Regions from separate parts of the Mus musculus genome. Here region 2 is linked to region 1. A link is a contact called in public promoter capture Hi-C data. All regions are on one chromosome and are shown on one strand. Each heading gives the region's core, a stretch centred on a gene start, on an enhancer-like site or on the middle of the called end of the contact. The rest is flanking DNA. Distances are from core to core; before and after follow the strand shown. Region 1 holds the start of Myh1 (myosin, heavy polypeptide 1, skeletal muscle, adult). Region 2 holds the start of Dhrs7c (dehydrogenase/reductase (SDR family) member 7C).

Region 1 (6,046 bases), core at 1,551-4,050:
GAGCGGGCTGACATCGCGGAGTCCCAGGTCAACAAGCTGCGGGTGAAGAGCCGGGAGGTTCACACCAAAATCATAAGCGAAGAGTAAGGCTGTCCCGATGCTGTGGAATGACCGAAGCGAGGCACAAAATGTGAAACCTTTGGTCATGCGCCTGTGTGATTCTATTCCATCCTGTTGTAAGGAAATAAAAAGCCCAAGTTCCTTTGCAAGCAATCACCTTGGGTTGGCCCTGTCTTTTGTCCCCTTCCTAAAGCAGTGTCAACGTTTGCAACATCTCAGTGATAATTACATCCCATCTGCAACTCAGAGACAAACACTTCTTCACATGTATCTTTGGTTTATTGGGATGGTTTGAGTTGATAAAGGTGTCACTTGCCAAGAAAGCCTGTTCTGATAAACAGAACTCTGGAAGTCATAGAAATGACTATTTCTTTCGAGTTGTTCCTGGTATCTTCATATTGGCAAATCCCAGAAAGTTTCTACCTCCCATAACATAAATCTGATTTTCTAGGTCTAGACAAAGAATGGTGCTAAGTATATTTCTACAGAGATAGTTCACATTAACCATGTCATTAATTCTCCATGTTTAATAACTGCATAAAGAAAACAAGCACCAAGTATTCTTCATTATAATATTAATAACATGAATTCACCCATAGTATACATGATAGCTCATGTGAACCATCAATTGTAAATAATGTTTTTTTTTTTTTGTGAAAGCTGTAGGATGCCTATCAAATCTGAACACATAGAAAACACTATTTTATGTTATAATTTGGTATAATAAGTTATGTGCCTATTTTTCACATTCTTTGTAGCCTCCTGTATAATTGTATGAATAAAGTTATTGACTAAGAAGACTAGACCAAGAATCTCATAGCAGTTTACTCAATGCATACATATGCATGTAGATACAATATGAAGATACCAGGAACAAATTTATACACACACACACACACACACACACACACACACACATATATAGTAGCTATCTAGATATCTAGATTATTGAGACATTTTCCTAGAAGATTAACATATTAGAGCTGGAAACAACCTTGATGCACTGCTAAAAACACAGTCTTCCTAGACAGTACCTGGTAAAAGCTAAATGCTAACTTCTCAACTGAGCCAAAAGAAAATTGTCTTGGCTTAAGGTCTTAGCTTAAGTGGCAAGTCTGAAACTGATTTAAATGAAGACATGTGGAGGCAACTTCCCAGGTAAGGTGGTTTGTACTGGTGTTGTGGAAGAGCACAGGATTGCTCTTCTCGATGTAGTGGCTCTTCTCTCGTTTTTTCCCCCCATGTCACCTATCAATGCTTAAGTCTCTTATAGCTTGGTAGTAACAACAACAACATCAGCAAACCAAAGCTTCGCTTTCTCCTCTCTGAAAAGTAACCCCACCCCCACCCCCGCCAGTAGAACCAAAGTTCATCTTAAAATTTCCATCAAATCCTATTCAGAGAATTATGAAAGCATTTGCTCTAAGAACTGTTAGTCGCGTTTTACAGATATCTAATAGAGAAACAGATACATAAGAAGCAAAGTGATGTACCTGAGGGAGCAAAGCAGCTAATAGCTGTCTAGGAAGCTCCCAGCGGATGCAAAGTTCTTCAAGACCCTTCTTGGTGTCTTCAATCTGCTCTAGATAGAGTGTCACCATCCAGAGTGCTGGGCTACAGATCAATTAGCTCAGAGTCCAAACCACTGTGTGACTCTCCTCTGAGAGTAGATTGTCCTCTCTTCTTTGAGCTTGGTTGCTTTGTTAGAAGGATGAGGAATGTGGGTCACACAGTCCCTTGCAGTAGTGAAATCATATCTGCATCTCTAGATACCTACGTTCACACATGGCAATCTGCAAAACAAGACCCTGGGGGCTCAGTCTCAGTCATGCAACATTAGCTAGGAGAGAAGATTCCAGGCCATTCAGACAGCAAAGCAAACAGGAGTTAAAATAGGAAACAATGTTCAGGTGTTATTTGTAAGTGAAAATTTAAATATATACCACCGAGGCTGCTGGAGAAGTCAAACTTACTGGCACTTATAGACAGAAATCCCATTTTAAAAAATTTTCTCACATCCATTTTCATAGAGGAAACAGGTTTTCACAAGCAACTTGAGGTTGTTTGTTCATTTGTTCCTTTGTTTTTAGTGAGAGAATGAGTGTGTGGCTAGGCAACGGTTTGGGGGTAGGTCAGGATTTGGTAGGGGATGATTTGACAGTGAGTCAGAGGTGACTGACTGGAGGAAACAAAAGCAGCTGTCTTTCTTTGGCTGTTCTTCATCAACCAGATTTTAAAATTAAGCTTTGAAGCATCCTTCAAAAGGGACAATGAATTGAAAACAAAACCAAACCAAACCTGTCTTCTTGGGAGGAAGCAACAGTTGTTGCAGCTACACTGAGGAGCAGAAAGCTTCCTTGGTTTAATATTGCAATTGTGTGGCAGCTGATGAGCCTTCACAGAGGGCACTCAGTGAAACAGAAGAACTCCAGGCAACAAAGTGCACGGATTCCAGAACTCAGCAGTCTCTGAAACAACACCTTACATTATTCCAAGGACGGATCGTTTTCCTATCACCAACAACTCAAATTATTTATAGGAGATTGATTCATATACTTAACCCAATGTGAGAGGGAATATTTCTAATTATATCCAAACATCCTTAATATGAGGGGAATTAGGCTTGGAGACCTTCCTTGCCAAAAACACATTTTGCCAAATATGTTTTAAGAAAGAGGAGGAGGTTACGTGTTTTCCATATTTGATCCTATAAAAGTACCCCTTGGAATGAGAGTGACTTGTCTTTCCTCATAAAGCTTCAAGGTAAGAGTGTGTGAGGACAGGGCTCTGTGTGGACGGGAAGGGATGCCTGGCTGCTGGTGTGCATGCCACACATCCTGGCTGCTGCTGCCCTTGGCAGTTCCTTCAGTGAAGCACCAAGTTACTCTGTAGCAATTGTAATTAGATGTCTTGGTCTTCCCAGCCATTTCCTGGTTCCTTCAGATAAGAACTGTGCTCTTATTGGGAGACACTAGCATTTAATCCGAAGGCATTAGCTTTTTTCTTTCTTTCTTTCTCTCTCTCTCTTTTTTTTTTTTTCAATTACAGTTTGGACCCACGGTCGAAGTTGCATCCCTAAAGGTAAGGTCTTCCCCTCCCTTCCTGTTTTTTCTTCATTCTGAATGCAAGCAATCTTCTTTTGTATTTGCAAAGTGTCTGTTGGGGTTGAAGAATGAAAAGCGTTTCAGTGTCTTGGCTTATCACGCTTCTGCTGAAAAACTCTGAGGGGGAGCTCAGGAAACCGGGTCTCATTAACACAGATCCTTTGCCGCACGTGTGATGCTCTCTCAGAGTCCTGGGGATTCCGTGCATGAGACTTTCTATATCTAGCTTTGGAGTTTGTCTTTGAAGCAATTGCAACATGCAAACTCAGTTTGCTCCTTTCAAAAGAAAAAAAAAATCCACGAGCATTCTATGCTACAGCTTTTTAGCACTAATGAATGAGACAGTGAGATGACGTCTAAATGGACAGATGGAATGGATCAACCCTTGACTTACCAAAGTACAAACCTGCATGTTGTCTCATAGTCTGTCAAATAAAAATTTAAATGGTGAGAAAGCGGTTTCAGCAAGACAGAGTACTTCAATTTTGGTACCAGTGATTGCAATTTGAATGGAGAAATGGGAAAAAAAAAGTTTCCCAATGGAGCTTTCCCGGAAAAGGGTATCTTTTAAAATTACAATATGGATTACATAGGATGACTATCCACGGAGTTCGTGCATGGCAAGAAGTTAACCTTAAAGGAAAAAGTTGAGGGAAATATTCAAAATAGTATGAGTAAAAGAACACCAAAAAACATAATAAAGTTTGTCAAAATGCAGATAGAGGGAAAAATAAACTGTCATTTTAACACACTAATGCTGAACCAGGTTCTTCACATTTCTGCTTTCTACTCTAGTGTGCAATCCTTGTAACTGCTGAGTCTGGAGTGTGGGAATCCCAAACGCTCCACATGCCAGAGAGACCCTAAAACTTTAGCTCTGTTGTTCTTTTTAACGAGGCAGCCAGCTCCCAGCCCTTCTCTGCATCCAGCATGTGTTCTCAGAGGTGTGAAGGCTGCCAGAAAGAGAAGGACTCCCTGCTTGCTGCTAGGTGCTGGAAATGCAACGGGGAAGGAGAAAAGTATAAAGAGCCAGAGAACATCTTAGCATCCCCTGTCCTCTGTGTTTTATAGAAGCCAGTGGTAGGCAGCTTCTATATATTGTGTGTATATAAATCACAATTATATACAACAAACGAGGTGCAGGAAGCAGTAGACATCTCACACAGTAGGCGAGCCACAAACAATTCCTTTCCAAATGCATGATTAAGTACTTGTCAGCACTGGCAAGGAACAAGGAGTCTGACATTTCAGCCACACCACAGCCAGGGAGATGGTTAGGCCCAGTGCAATGCATTCACCTAACTGTCAGGGAATGAAAAAAAAAATGCATGTGATTCTAATAGTTTCTGAATTTCTACCATTTCTCTCTCTGCCAGGCAGGCTCTCTCACTGGGCTGCAACCAATAGCCCGCAGCCATGAGTTCCGACGCCGAGATGGCCGTTTTCGGGGAGGCTGCTCCTTACCTCCGGAAGTCTGAAAAGGAGCGAATCGAGGCTCAGAACAAGCCTTTTGACGCCAAGTCATCGGTGTTTGTGGTGGATGCTAAGGAGTCTTTTGTAAAAGCAACGGTGCAGAGCAGGGAAGGGGGGAAGGTGACAGCCAAGACCGAAGGCGGAACTGTGAGTAAAAACATCTAGAGCTGGGGACACTACACTGCGGGGCTAGTTTGACTTAGTTCCTAACTTAATATCTCTTGTTTATGGACAGACTGTAACAGTAAAAGATGATCAGGTCTACCCCATGAACCCTCCCAAGTACGACAAGATCGAGGACATGGCCATGATGACCCACCTGCATGAGCCCGCTGTGCTGTACAACCTCAAAGAGCGTTATGCAGCCTGGATGATCTACGTGAGTTCGCTATCCTGGACTTTTGATTAAGAGAGTTAATATGTTTTTTCCTTTTTTTTTTAAAAGTAGATAATGAATGCCCCATTCAATAATTATGTCCCCTCTCTTGATGCAGACCTACTCGGGCCTGTTCTGCGTCACTGTCAACCCCTACAAGTGGCTGCCAGTGTATAACGCAGAGGTGGTGGCAGCCTACAGAGGCAAAAAGCGCCAGGAGGCCCCACCCCACATCTTCTCCATCTCTGACAATGCCTACCAGTTCATGCTGACAGGTGAGTGGCACAAATTTTTTTCATATGAATTATCACCTATAACCCAACAATATCAGAGTCCAAAAGACCTTAAGAAAGAACCAGTTGTTTGTGATTGTTCATGATGTTCTAATTGTTTAGGAAAGTTGCCAAAAGCAGAGCTGGGGGGCGGGTGGGAGGTAGGCACTATCAAGCCAGGGACTAAACTCCACTTGCAATTCCACCCTGGTACTCAGCGACCTAGAGTCATGCTTTACTTTGTGTATTGAATAATGAGAAATGATAACTGAGGGACACACTGCTTGACTAGAAGTGCAAATCACGTCATTGACCCCACCCCCCTCACTGCTTCATTTGCTCCTTGCATGGACTGGCTACTTTTAGAAGTACTGCCATTTTAAAAGTCATCATATCCTAGATGGTGGCTTCTCCTTAGAGAAGGGGGTGTTTGGGATCCCTCATGCTTATAATCAGATGTGTTCACCCTGCAAAAAAAAAAATTCACTTTGAGGTATGTCTTCCTGATCATTCTTTAACAATTCAAGGAAGACCATTCACAAGGTTGTATTCTGGGGCCACAGGAAGAGGAAATGTTTTCACCCATTTAGAAATGCAGTATTAACCTTGGTTTGAACATCACCATTCCCACCTGTAGCCGCACACGATGCATTTCTAGCAGTAGCTATTAATCAGTGGCAAGTGTGCCATTAAAATCTACTGATGGTGACTGAGGGGAGGGGGAGGGGGAGGGGGAGGGGGTGGAAGGAACTGACTTTGGA
Region 2 (6,046 bases), core at 1,883-4,382, 600 kb after region 1:
CATGCTATGATTTCAGAGCTTGTGCGTAGCTCAGAGGTAGATGGCTCATCAAGCATGCTCAAGACCCTAGGCTCCACACCAGCACAGCAAAAATAACATTTAAAAAATTAGAAACCTACAATTTCAAAGACAGATGAACTATCTGTCTTCTTCCTCAAGAAGGGCAGCGAAGCAAATCCTTGAAGGAGTCCTCACTGAAGAGTGCATAGTGGTTAGGAAACTCCTCGTCTGCCCTCGGGTGATTAAGTTAAAGAAAGGAAGCCCTCCTGACAAGCAGTGGACTGACATTGTCACTAGTACAACTAAAGGTGTCCTGGGAACACCAGCTATGGCTGCATATAGCTCCACACCAGGACACCCGTGTTCTTGTCCTTCCTAACAGGGCCATGAGCCGATGTGGAAGGGGCCTAGTATATTTCAGTTACTTGATTAAGGACTTGCAGGCTGTACTGGGACCATCTTTCAAGATTGTAACCATTTCCCTCCAAATATTAAGCTATTCGGAAGATGGGTTTCAAAGCCTAAGGTCTAGGGAGTGTGGGTGAGTCGGGAAGCACCAGGCCGTGCCAGTGCATTGCAGAACTACTGACAGTACGTCCACTGCAGAGCCGAACATGCAAGGTGCCCTTGACCTGAGAGACTCCTTTCAGTCACTGCTAAAAGCACAGTCACTTCTCAGGCCCTGGCTTCACTTGGCCAAGCAGCAATTTCCAACACAGATAATCAGCTGTTTGAAGAAAAAAAAATATTCAGCAAATTAACTAAATTAACCTTAGCAGGGTTTATTTGACCGAAGAATGATTCATGAATTGGGCAAGACTCATAACTCAGCAGTTCCAGCCACTCGAGCAGCAGGCTGCGACCGGAGACCCTGGAAGGCACATAGAGAAAGCACTGGGTCCGCTCCAGTGAGTAAATTGGGCCTTTGGGGGCATGGGCTAGTCAGTTGTCTGCAATCGGCTAGGTTGTTTGTGACTGGGTAAAACTTGGTTATTTGCCTCTAAAACAGAATAACCCGTAACCTCCTAAATTCAATCCCAGTTTGCTACCAAGGAACACATAGCACACAGCAGCCTCAGGTCTGTGGCTTGCTGATTTTTTAATTCAGCAGTCTCCCCAAGACAGCCTTCATACGCTCCCAAAACACTTACGCTCCTTGGTCTCTGCCAGAACACTGGCCACTCCTCTGATTCATCCTCCAGTCCCCACCCTTTAAACATCCAAGTCCCCAAGAGCTCAGCCTGGAGATATATGTATGTTCCTTCAAAGGTCTAGCTCAGATCGCATGGCTGTCCTACCTACCTGTGATAGCTCCCAAATAGATATCCTTGCCTAAACCTTCCCAGATATGTTCCAGACTGACAGACCCAACTGTGCTCTCAACCCCTTGTCTTAGACTCTGTTTGAGGACCTTCCTAACCCCAGCTGTCACCCATCCCTCATCACATCTCCATTGCAGTGCAATGCCTTTTCGTTGTCTCATAAGAAACATACAAAGCATACCTGCCCCAGGGTGCCTGCCCATGCCCACTCTCAGAAGAACAAACTGGAAACATGAGATGGGCACACAGGATAAATACCAATGGGTTCCTATTGTCTACGGCGGTGTAGATGGATCCCACAAATGTGATGCTGAGCAGGAGTGTCAACTCTGCAGTTCTATTTAAATAGAGTCTAGAAAGGAAAAGACACACAGAGACACAGAGACACAGAGACAAACTAATACACTCATTTAAAGATTGTAAAGTAGTTGCAGCTCGGAAGGAGACACAACAGAGCGATGTTTATACGATGCTTGTTGGTGTGGGTGCTGGTCACACGAATGTGATCAGTTTGTCATGGCGGGCGTCATCAGCGCTATGCATTCCTAATGCAGACACTAAATGCCAGTGCAGCGAGCGATGAGGTCTGTAATACTCCCGGATGTTCCTGGTTTCTAAGAAATGCAGTTTCTGCTGCTCTCCTCCTCCACCCACCACCTACCCAATCCTTACTCCCACCCCAGCCTCACTTTCTGGACAGCTCTATTTTCTTTACAGTATAAATGTCGTGTGGCTGGAGAAAATGGTTCAGCACATAAGAGTTCTTGCTGCTCTTATAGAGGACCCAAGTTTGGTTCCCGGCGTCTGGGTCAGATAACTCACAACCACCTGTGACCACAACCCCAGCTCTAGGGGATCTAACACACTACACAGGCACCCACAAATGTGGTATATACTCACATAAGCACCCACATATATAAATAAATAATAAGTACATAACAAACAGGATGCTGGACACACGTGCTGGGGTTGTGATAGTTTTAGTCATATTGAGTTCCTCATATAATTAAATTATTTAACATCTTGAATTATTTAATTACAAAAGAGAGCAATAGTTACCTCCTTGACTCTCAGAATCTATGCCAGGTTCAAGATAGGCAAGATCTTCTTTGGTGCCCCGACATATCTACAAAATAAAACTATCATCCCCATTTTAGAGACAAGAAACATATAACTCACAAAAGCAAGAAGCATGCTCGAAACCAGTGGTTCTCAACCTGTGGGTTGTAACCCCTCTGGGAGACAAATGACTCTTTCACAGGGGTGGCCTAAGACCATGGGAAGCCATAGATAGTTACCTGATGATTCATAACAGTAGCAAAATTAAAGTTATGAAGTAGCAATGAAAATAATTTAATGGTTGGAGGGGTCACTACACTGTGAGGGGCTGTATTAAAGGGCCGCAGTATTAGGAAGGTTGAGAACCACTGCTCTAAACAGTTCTCTTTAATGCCATGGCTGGTTTTTTGTAGCTTCCATCCCTCAGACCAGCTTTCCTTGCTTCTCTTCCACATCCCCACTCAGGAAGGGAAAGCCAGATGGCTCAGTGACCACCTAGGACCGAACCACCTGCAGGGACCCCTCACAGGAAAGAAAGGCACAGGCATTTGTGCGGACAATCCCAGGAGTTCCTGGCATCGACTCCCGGCCCAAGCCGGAGAGGAAACTCTAATAGTCCCACCAGCCAGCAGAGCTTTAAAAGTCCTGGCAAGAACCCTGAAATCAGACCCGGCCAGCATGTGTCCCTGGATATCAGAATAGACACTATATTTACCCTGAAAAGCCCTTTAGTACAACTGAGAGCTATAAATAACCATTAGAGCCCAAGCGAGTGGCCTTAACACATGGATTTTCCTTCCAAAAATGCAGACCCATTTTAATTAAATTTGTAATTACCCTTAGGGGAGAGCAGGACCCCTGGACTCCTTCAGTGTGAAGACGTGGTGAGTAATTTCTATTTGTTGAGCATTTGGGGACTCGCATGCTCCTTGCCACTCAGCTGGGAAGGACCTCCCCGGAGCCTGCAGAACCCAACTCCCTGGAGGAGAGACTCTGAGCTTGGAGGGAATGGATGCTGTTGGCTTAAACCTCCCCCTGCCCTGGGGGTTGCAACCAGGGTCTCTGCAAAGCCAATCCTTTGTCATCCCGCTGTCCTGCAGAGCAAGATGGGGCTCATGGCTGTCCTGATGCTACCCCTGCTGCTGCTGGGAATCAGCGGCCTCCTCTTCATTTACCAGGAGGCATCCAGGCTGTGGTCGAAGTCTGCCGTGCAGAACAAAGTGGTGGTCATCACAGATGCCATCTCAGGACTGGGAAAGGGTAAGCTGGCTTTCCCGGGGAACCTGTAACCATCTCTGCCCTCAGGGGACCTGGAGGCAGGATGGGATGGGGCATATCCGTTGGTAGAGAGGAGTCAACTTCTGTTTAGGAGTCTGAAGCTTTCTTGCCAGGTGAACGGCAGGGTTAGAATGGCAGGGGTTGCCAACTCACAGTTTGATGTTAGAAAATATTGGGTTTGACTGCTTAGGAATTTCCAGAAATTTTGAAATGCTAAGCCCTTAGTTGATGCTGTGTACTGTATATGAGACCAGAGTAGGATGCTGGATTCCAGTTCTGGTTCCAATGCTTAACTAGCAGGTGTCTTCAGCTATAGGAGTTGACTGTCCCAGGGGATAGATGGAGGATGACGGCAGCCTCCACTTTGGAATGCAGTTGTGAGCAACAAAGAAATCTGCACAAGGGTGGGAGTCGGAGTAGCAGTGGCCACCATTCTCATGTTGTTAGAGATGGTCAGGTTGAACACGATTTTTTTTCAGAGTTCACCCAGCTCATCTCCATGTGTCACACTCTCCATCACACTCAGTCACTGCTTCCCACCATCTCACCTACTAGTCTTGAAAGCATTTTCATTCACAATCTCTAAGTTAGACAGTCTTCCGGGCCCTTCCTGTTGCATCTGTGACTGGGCTGCCCTTTGGGTTTAGCGGGATTTTGTTATTCCTAACAACGGCACCTTAACCCTATTATATAAATTCATGACACTTTCTGCTCTAGGTTTTGTTACTTAATCCAGCATAGACCACACCCAGCCACTAGTCACTCAATTGACACTCGGGTGTCAATAGGTCCACACGGGTTCTAGAGTCTTGGAGGTGGGAGCACTTCCTCCCGTGGCTTGGCCATTGGAAGAGCCTTTATGCCCTGTCTCTGCGGTTTCTCCCTGAGACTGCTGCTTCTTCTCTTGGAAGTCATCAGAGCGAGCTTGTCTTCCAGCTGACAGGCGGGGTGAGGTCTCAGTGAGTGTCTGCTTTGGGTCAGCCTTGGCAGGTGAAGACATTAAGCATAGTGGGTGTGTCCTCTGAAGTTATTTCCTAAGAGACTATCCTGACTTGTTAGGGTTGGCTTTAAAGAGATGAACAGATTCACAAACCCAAAACTTAGCCTTCTCGAGGGCCAGCCAGGACGCTCTAGTTTGCCCATCAGACCAGTCGCAAGACCACAGTGCTGTTGGAAAAGAGATGAGAGCAGCCCACCGGAAGCTGTTTATTCATAGGACAGACTTTCTACAAGTTGTTTGTCTAGATGCAGGCCTGGTCCCTGGAGCCTTCCCTGACACCTTATCTGTTCTGTCCCTTCAGGTGCCCCCCCCCCCCGTGCCGAGACCTGCCTTCTCACAACCTAAGGCTGGTGTCCTTCACCCTGATACCCCACACCCACCTCAATGTTTCTCTTCTAGTAAACACTCAAAAGGTTTCTTTAATTTTGTTCTGAATCTGTAAGGACCCCTCACAGACTCATGCTTTGAATGCTATTTTGGAAGCTGTGGGGTCTCTAGAGTTATGTCACAGTGTTTCTCAATCTGTGGGTCACAGCCTCCCCAGAGACCATTGCAAAACACAGATATTTACATCATGATTTGTAACAGCAGGAAAATTACAGTTATGAAGTAGCAACAAAAATAATTTTGTGGTTGGGGTAGTCACCACAACAGAGAACTGTAATAAAGGGTGGTAGCATTAAGAAGTTTGAGAACCACTGGTCTAGAGGAAGGGCCTAACTGGCAGAAGAAGGTCATGAGGTACAAGTGTGTAGAGGTTATAGCTTCTAGACTCCCCTCCCCCACACTTGACCCCACCTTCCCCATAGCTTCTTGTCCTCTCCCACTTCCATCACCACAGACCCAGCTGTTGTCCTGTGCCTTCCTGGTCCAAATGGATCCTCCCAAAGCTGGACCAAACCATAAATTGCTCCTGACAGGATTTGTTCACAATAATGATAAACTCACCAGTGTGTTTAAGGACCAGCCTTTGGAAGCCATTTAATCAGGGAAAGCACCCAGTTAAGTATGTTTGTGAATATTGCTTTAATTGATTGTCACTTTGGTTCCAATTTGGTCAGGAACTCTGCACGATTCAGTTCACTGGCTGTGGTCTGTTATGCTGTCTGTTCCTCGGGATGGGAGGCAGAGGTTGGGGGGGAGAGGGAAAGAATGTGCCCATTGCTGTGGTTGGGTAGATGGTCTTACAAATATTAGCTGCACCTTGTCATTGAAGATGCTGTTCGGATCCTCTGTCCTTGTAATGTACTGTTACTACATGGAACCTCTATTCTCTCTTTGGTAAGAGCCCCGTGTATTTATTTCAAAAATCTCATTTATTACTTTTTTAAGATCATCGGGTTATAGTCACATGGAAGTCAGGACCCCAGGAAATGCACCACGGGGT

The links. Promoter capture Hi-C pulls out the DNA fragments that hold promoters and counts their contacts.
Region 2: a promoter capture Hi-C map of neural stem cells shows a contact between it and region 1. The contact joins the promoter of Dhrs7c here to the promoter of Myh1 in region 1. A contact is called at or near these places in 6 of 39 promoter capture datasets (the 3T3-L1 cell line, hippocampal neurons, neural stem cells and 2 more).

Annotation. Positions count from the first base shown.
Region 1 is chr11:67,197,302-67,203,347 of GRCm38.p6, forward strand. It overlaps Myh1 (myosin, heavy polypeptide 1, skeletal muscle, adult), which reads left to right and starts at 2,801. Exons shown (of 40, transcript NM_030679.2): 1 at 2,801-2,823; 2 at 3,109-3,141; 3 at 4,541-4,784; 4 at 4,873-5,016; 5 at 5,132-5,288. The coding sequence starts at 4,581. It overlaps Myh2 (myosin, heavy polypeptide 2, skeletal muscle, adult), which reads left to right. Exons shown (of 40, transcript NM_001039545.2): 40 at 1-216. The coding sequence ends at 87.
Region 2 is chr11:67,795,139-67,801,184 of GRCm38.p6, forward strand. It overlaps Dhrs7c (dehydrogenase/reductase (SDR family) member 7C), which reads left to right and starts at 3,133. Exons shown (of 7, transcript NM_001013013.2): 1 at 3,133-3,265; 2 at 3,482-3,641. The coding sequence starts at 3,488.